Regions from separate parts of the Mus musculus genome. Here region 2 is linked to region 1. The links are chromatin contacts, called in public HiChIP or PLAC-seq maps. All regions are on one chromosome and are shown on one strand. Each heading gives the region's core, a stretch centred on a gene start, on an enhancer-like site or on the middle of the called end of the contact. The rest is flanking DNA. Distances are from core to core; before and after follow the strand shown.

Evidence for each region. HiChIP or PLAC-seq counts read pairs in DNA pulled down with a chosen protein or histone mark.
Region 2: an H3K27ac HiChIP or PLAC-seq map of embryonic stem cells shows a contact between it and region 1, with 2.2 times the contacts expected there. The contact joins the promoter of Adipor2 here to the enhancer-like site in region 1. A contact is called at or near these places in 1 of 39 promoter capture datasets (pre-B cells), 5 of 115 datasets of contacts at active chromatin or transcription factors (the HPC-7 cell line, the SCID.adh cell line, embryonic stem cells and 1 more) and 3 of 9 other capture datasets (adipose tissue, liver and pancreatic islet).

The regions. Positions count from the first base shown.
Region 1 is chr6:119,198,874-119,202,019 of GRCm38.p6, reverse strand. It overlaps Dcp1b (decapping mRNA 1B), which reads right to left. Exons shown (of 9, transcript NM_001033379.3): 4 at 3,026-3,092; 5 at 1,069-1,198. Among named protein-coding and RNA genes, the nearest start is that of Dcp1b, 25 kb to the right of the region's middle. Within about 2 kb of position 1,884, at least 15 of the 459 cell types and tissues checked have an H3K27ac peak or open chromatin away from gene starts, as enhancers often do. A contact at or near this core is called in embryonic stem cells and pancreatic islet, where this site is marked.
Region 2 is chr6:119,386,808-119,390,400 of GRCm38.p6, reverse strand. Adipor2 (adiponectin receptor 2) reads left to right here and starts at 1,667. Exons shown (of 8, transcript NM_001355692.1): 1 at 1,667-1,919.

The sequences.
Region 1 (3,146 bases), core at 635-3,134:
CTGTCCTGACCTTTACATGTGAACTGTGGCTTGTTTGTGACTCTGTGTGTGTGTATATATATGTGCATACACACATGTATGCACTCCAGCACTCAATTAAATATCAGTGTCAGAGGCAGGTTTGGTGTCTGAGTCCTTTCAAAACAAGATAGCAATAGTTTATTTTTGGTAGACTTGGTCCACGCTGTCTCTGTCATTGTCACCATGACATCATGGATTATTACTTAACTCCACACCCAGCACTCTGTCTGCACTGCTGCTGGGCTCTCGTGACACTCTTGTAAGCTGGCTACAGTGCCCACTACATAGGATCCCATTTGCCCAGCAACCAGAACCATCTTCACAGAGCATCGCGAGCTTAGGAGGAGGTCACCCAGGGCAACAGAGGTGCTTACTGCTACTGGGTGCCAAGCATTTTGCAGCCTTTTCAGGGAGTCAGGAGTCTGTAGTTTTTATTTAACAAACCATGAACTAATTTTGCTATCTCTACTTAATACTTAGGATGCACACACACACACACACATACACACACACACACACCTCCTTAGCTAACATATATATGTTAGAACAGGGCATACACTTTTGTCTGTTCAAGTCTACTTTTATGCCTTTTGTTCTGATTTCTACTTTTTAAATTACCACAGCGCATGTGTGGAGTTCAGAAGAGGAGACCTTGTGGAACTTGGTTCTGCCCGTCTACCATGTGGATCCCAAGGATCAAACTCAGGCCATGAAGCTTGGTGGCAGGTGTCCTACCAAGCCATGTTGCTGGGCTCATGCTTTGAGTTATGAAATACTTCACTATGTAGTCCAGGCTAGTCTGAAACTCACCATCCTCCTGTTTCAGCTTCCCTAATTCTGGGATTACAGGCCTACCCACCAACAAAGACATGAATTTGGTTTACACGTTGCCACTCTAAGTCTAGGAGGCCCTCTAACTGGATACCATTTGTATGCAGGCCACTGATTTCTTAGGCTCCCTCTACATCCTGCTCTGTTGACTTCACCTGCTGCCGTCAGTGGTGGGCTTTGCCACCGTGGTATCCCCACGAGGAAGAGGAGACTCACCTTGGTGTACTCATCCTTGGCCTTGGTGAGCATCTGCAGGATATCTACTTCTTGGCCCTCTCCTGAGCTCAAGGTCACGGGGGAGGATCCGGCTCCATGACAGGCTTTCAACTGTTCGCTCTGAGTGAGGCTAGAAAAACGGGAAGCTGCGATTCAGGAAACTAAAGTCAAAAGCGATGCTATTTATCACTCCAACTCTCTCCCAAGGGTTTTCATCCCACTACAACCATCTTAGGACTGCTTAAGCATTTGAAACAGAAAATGAGAGAAGAGGTCCTGAGCCAACAGGCCACATATGCAAATCCAGGGTAGGACATCAGAAGCTCTGTCCTTTGGACTCTAGCCTGCTCCACCTGTTCTAATAAAGAGAATAACAAACACAGGCCTGCTCGTTGCTGGACAGAGCAGTCCTGGCTGCTTTTACACTACAGCCGCAGGGCGGCTGCTGACTGTGGAGGAAGCCTTACAGAACATTCAACAGGGAAGATCTCTATGGTACAGACTCCTTCCCTTCCAGAATGCTGTGAGGTCAAGCAAGGTGGGCTGTACCACCTCAGACCTTGGCGATTCAGAATCGAAAAGGTCCCATTCGAACACTGACCTCATGGTCCTAAATGCTACAGGGAAACATTTTTTTAAGTCCTTTTCTTTGTGTGCTTTGATTTTTCAGCTCAAATTCTTATGTTAACTATGCAGATACTGGTAAAGTATGACCTGCAAAGTTACCAACAGATTTCCTTCTAACTAGAGAATGCATCTGAATCCACACAGATCAACTGCTCCTTGCTATCTACAATCGGCTTCCTGCCTGAGGGGTGAGGCACGCACCAGGTTTACCATGACCTCTTGGCTGAGTTACAGGGTATTTTTTAATCCATATGAAATCCGGCTATTATTGTCCCTTGCACAATTTACAACACCATGAAATGTTTAAGGAACTAGTTGTTATGGTGGTAAATACCAGTTTGAACACACTTAATCACCATCTGGGACTTGAGCTGGTTGCCTAAAATTAGCTCTCACAAGCAGGAGTTTCAGGAGTCAATTTTATTTATAAAAATGTGTTCCCTGGTTTTTATTTCCTTGTGGGGGTCACTTCTTCATTCCATTGCCCTGGGATGTAGAAGCGAATACTGGTTCTTTGCAGGACGAGCATCACGTCCACATGGGGACTAGCTATCCTAAACAGAGACCCAGCCCCATTAGGAATTTGATTAATTCTGATGACCTTGGCTATTTGCATAAACAGCAGCCGACAGTGAGCAGCCAAGTCGGAACTGGTCAGAGCCCACCAATCAATCGCACCTGAGCCTCCTTGTGATCCAATTAAGGAAGCCAAAGTCAGAGAGTACCTCAGGAACAGCTTGAGAGAAAGAGACTAATAAGTCTAAGAGTAGTGGGGGGGGGGGAGATGGGGAGAGAGAGGTGATTGATTCTGTACCGACTGCTAAACTAACATGAACTGATTCGGACTTCCCCAGAGAGGGGGACTGAGGAGGATTCTAGGCCCTTGGTGTTTGAGGTGTATCTGGGAACTCTGAGTTACAAGCACAGTTTAGAAGGAAGTGGAGGGTATCAAAGGCTCTGGGCAGCCTTTCAGGGTGACCCTGCATGTTCATTTTACTGATGGACACATAACTTTCCATAGAAAATACTACTTATTTACAAATGAAGAAAATGCCAAAGAAAACCACCCCGCGGAACAGCTCACAGCACATGGAGAGAACAATAAGCCACAGAAGCTGAGTTTGCAGAGAGCAGGGCAAAACTGTTTCTCACTCTCTTCATATGCTAAGCAGTGACAGGGTCTGGGGGTGGGGTGGGGTGGGGTGGGGTGGGGGTGGGGTCGTGTGAGGATGACAGCTGAGAACCACTTCCTGCTAGTGTTGATTCACACATTTAGAAATACGAGCCACAGTGCCAGCTCCTAGGACACGATTGGCCTTTTAATACTTACTTTTTCATTAGTTTTGCAATTCTCTGGCACTCTTCCTTATCATAAAACCAAATTCCATAAATGGACACTGGGGAAAAACACATCAACAAGCCGTAAGCATCCTCAAAGCACACAATGGAAG
Region 2 (3,593 bases), core at 418-2,917, 190 kb before region 1:
GGGCAGTGGGACTCAGGAATGTCCCTTTGAGGGTAGGGAGAGTGGCAAAGATCCTCATTAGCTGAGAAGGTGTGGGTGGGCATTTTGAGGAAATAAGGTGGTTTGTTTCATCATTATAGAAGCATCAGAAATTGCATGTAGTGATTGACAGTGAGATCAGTTCAAGAGGCCAAGCTGAGAGGTAGGAGGGGAAATGGCGGGCTCTCTTAAAAACCCTGTTCCTGGAGACAGAAGCTTTGATCAAAGAAGCATCCTTAAAAGAAAGCTCTGCAGGAAAGATTTGAGAGGGGGTTTTGTTTTCCTTTGTTGAAGCAGGGTCTCATTTTAGCCCTGGCTGACCTGGAACTCATCTTGTGGCCCACGTTGGCCATGAACTCACTGCAGCCGTCCTATACCAGTTCCCACGTGCTAGGAATTAAGGTGTGAGCCCCCATACCTGGTAAGATAATGGTCTATCTTAAGTCTGTCTTCCTTAGGGGATACCTTATATTCAGCCTGAAAAAAAAACTTCTCTTTTTGCCCTATTTATTATGGATCCTTCCCCCCGCACCCCCCCCCCCCTTAAGTTATTGATGGAATCGAGGCTTTTGGAGTGGCTATAGCTTTACCACTGAGCTATATTTCCAGCCTTGGGCCACATTTATAATTCCCAAATGCCTGCATTTGTTTTCTGATGGGAAAGGTACAATTGTCTTTCTCAGTCTTAGTAGCCAAGTCTTTGTCTTTCTCTCTCTCTCCCTTTCTTTCTTTCGTTTCTTTTTTTCTGAGACATGGTTTTACACTCTGTATAGCCAAGGCTGGCCTGGCTCGCGATGTACACCAGGCTGATCTGGTACATGCAAGATCCTCTTGTTTTAACCTCTCTAGTGCTTTTCCTCGTTGAAGAGTTTTCCATGTCTGCTTCCCTCCAATCGCTCAACATCACATTTTAGCTTCTTGGCTATGAGACCGATTGTGGTCTAAAGGCAAGAACAATAAGCTTCCTCCAAGGTCTAAACTAAAGCTTCCGAATTTACTTTGACGTGTATTAAGTTTTGAACTAAAGAGTGTGACAGATACAATCCTCTTACAACTGAACACGAAGAAACCATTTTTTTTTCCTCTGCACACCAGCTCCTATAGTTCCTTGTTCTGGTTCAATAGGAAAGCTCACTCGTAGCAAATCATTCCCTCTGGGTAAACAGACACAATGCTTAAGTCGTTTGCAATCGACCATTGAAAATAATTTTGAATATCTTCTAGAAGTGGTAGGGCATAAATCAATCATACGTTAGTACGGTAATAAAAACAAGCCCTACTGTTTGAGGAAGAGTTGACTAAACGCTTTCGGAATCCTGAAACCTTCATAAGACGACGCCTAGCATTATGTTGGCCGCTGACACAAACACACGCTCCATCCCGAGTCATTAAACCGTGGCGGCCCACTCCCTTCTCAGATCTCTTCAGAAATCGTCGAGGAAGCTGGGTGAGCGTTCCGAGGCACTCTGCCCGCACTGTTTACATTGTGGACCCGGCCGAACTACAACTCCCAAGATGCATCACGCTTCCAAAGCCTCCCGAGGGGAGGCTTCCGGTTTAGGCCAGCGCGGCTGCGCACGGGGTGTGGTCTTACTGGCTCGGCCCGCCTCGTGCGATGCGCGTCACGGCTACGCGCGGGCGCGGAGGCGGGGAGACGCGGCGGCGGCGGCGGCGGCGGTCGCGGCGGCGCGAGCACAGTCCCGACGCGGTACCGCGGTGGCGGCGGCGGCGGTGGCGGCTCCAGCGAGCGGCCCCCTCCCTCCGCGCCCCCCCTCTCCCTCCCCGAGGCGCTGCTTCCCGAGGCGCCCGAGCCGCGCGGTGAGACGGCCGCTAACTCGGGCGAAGGGCTGTGGCTCGAGCGCGGCTTCCCGGGCTCAGCAGATTGCCCGGGTCGGAAGGAGGTGAGGGCTGAGGGACAGGTGTCCCCGGCGCGGGCCGGGAGCGCGCGCCTGGCCGGCTCCGAGCGCGGCCGGAACTCTGACCTGCGGCCGCGCGCCTGGTGCGGGGCCCAAGCAGCGGCCGGGGGGGTGGGGTGGGGGGGGGGGCCGGGGCCGCGCTCCGTGCAGCTGCGGTCGCGGGCGCCCGCTGCCCTGTCCCCGCCGCGGGGCAGAGTCCGAAGCCCCTCGCTCCGTCTCTAGTCGATTTCGGAGCCGGTACCCCCGCGATGGCCGGAGACTGAAATCCTCCCGCCCCGACTTCTAGTTGGTGTCTTCTGCCACTTCTAGGGATTTCTCTGGCAGGCTTGCTTCGGATGGCTTGTGCTCAGCGCGACTTTTCCAACCACTGGGATGGGAAGGTTGCCCTCACCTTTCCTTAGGTGGCGCGTCAGGCTGTCACTGCGGGATAGTTCTTGGGCCCAGTTCTGAGCCCCTTTGGGTTTTTATTTGCCAGTGGTTAGCTTGTTAGAGAATTGCTGGAAACGGCTATAAAATAAGTTTTGATGAGTCCGAGGGAGCGCTAGACCAGACAGCTAATGAGTCTCTTCTTTTGTTTTTTTTGACCTTGATTTAAACATTTGTTTCTGGAGTTTGAAAACTTCACGAGAGCGTTGAGCAATGAATTTTTGATAAATGACATGACCACCTGGGATTTGGTAGGTACAATGCTTCATTGGTGGTTTTAGTATTTTAGTGGAAATGATCTTTTAGTTGCATTTATGTTTTACTCTGGTTGTCTCATTTAAAGAAAAAAAAACTTTAAAAAAATTAAAATTATCCAGTTTATTATGGTGTGTTTCTGTGTGACTCCTGTGTTCATGGCACACGTGTGGAGGTTAGAGAACAACTTGGTAAAAGTTGATCATCGTCTACGTTTATGTGGTTCCGGGTATCGAACTCAGGCGGCAAGGTCTTGAAAATTTGCCTGGCAAGCATACTCTTTAGCCATCTCACTTGATGGCCTGTAATTCTTGTGTTGCTGTGTTCATTGTGTTTCCCCAAAGCAGAATGCTTACCCCTGCTCCCCAAGGAGCAAGGTAAAAATACTGCAGTCTTTTAGGATTTTAAAATTTATTTGTTCATAAAACACTTCCCAACTAAGTGTATTTGTTTTGTTTGTTCGTGGGTGAGGGTGTGCAGGTCTCACTCTGTAGCCCAAACATTAAGAATCCTGCTTCAGCCTTCTGTGTGTTAGCATGAATCACCTACCATGTTGTGAAGACAGGCAGGATCAATGTAGTTCAGGCAAGCTTTAATTTCTAAATCTTACCTATGAGTCCAGAATCCTGGTATGGACAGATGCTCTACTCAAAGCCCGCCCTCCCTTTGACATGGTCTCACTCTGTAGCCCTGGCTGTCTTGGAACTCATGTAGATTAGGCTGGCCTTGAACTCAGAAATCCACCAGTTTCTGCCTCCCATGGGCTGGGATTAAGGATGTGCACCACCAATACAACTCAAAAAATAAAGCTCAGAGCCTTAATTTTTTAAAGGGGGAATTATGTTTGTCAGTTCTAAAGTTTCAAGTGTCTTCTTACCACAGGCCACTCTAAGATCTTGTCACACATCCTGCTCATTTGTACACTGCTTGTAGAATAGAATTCTTCATTCTTTGAAATTTGTCACAGTGAACGAACTG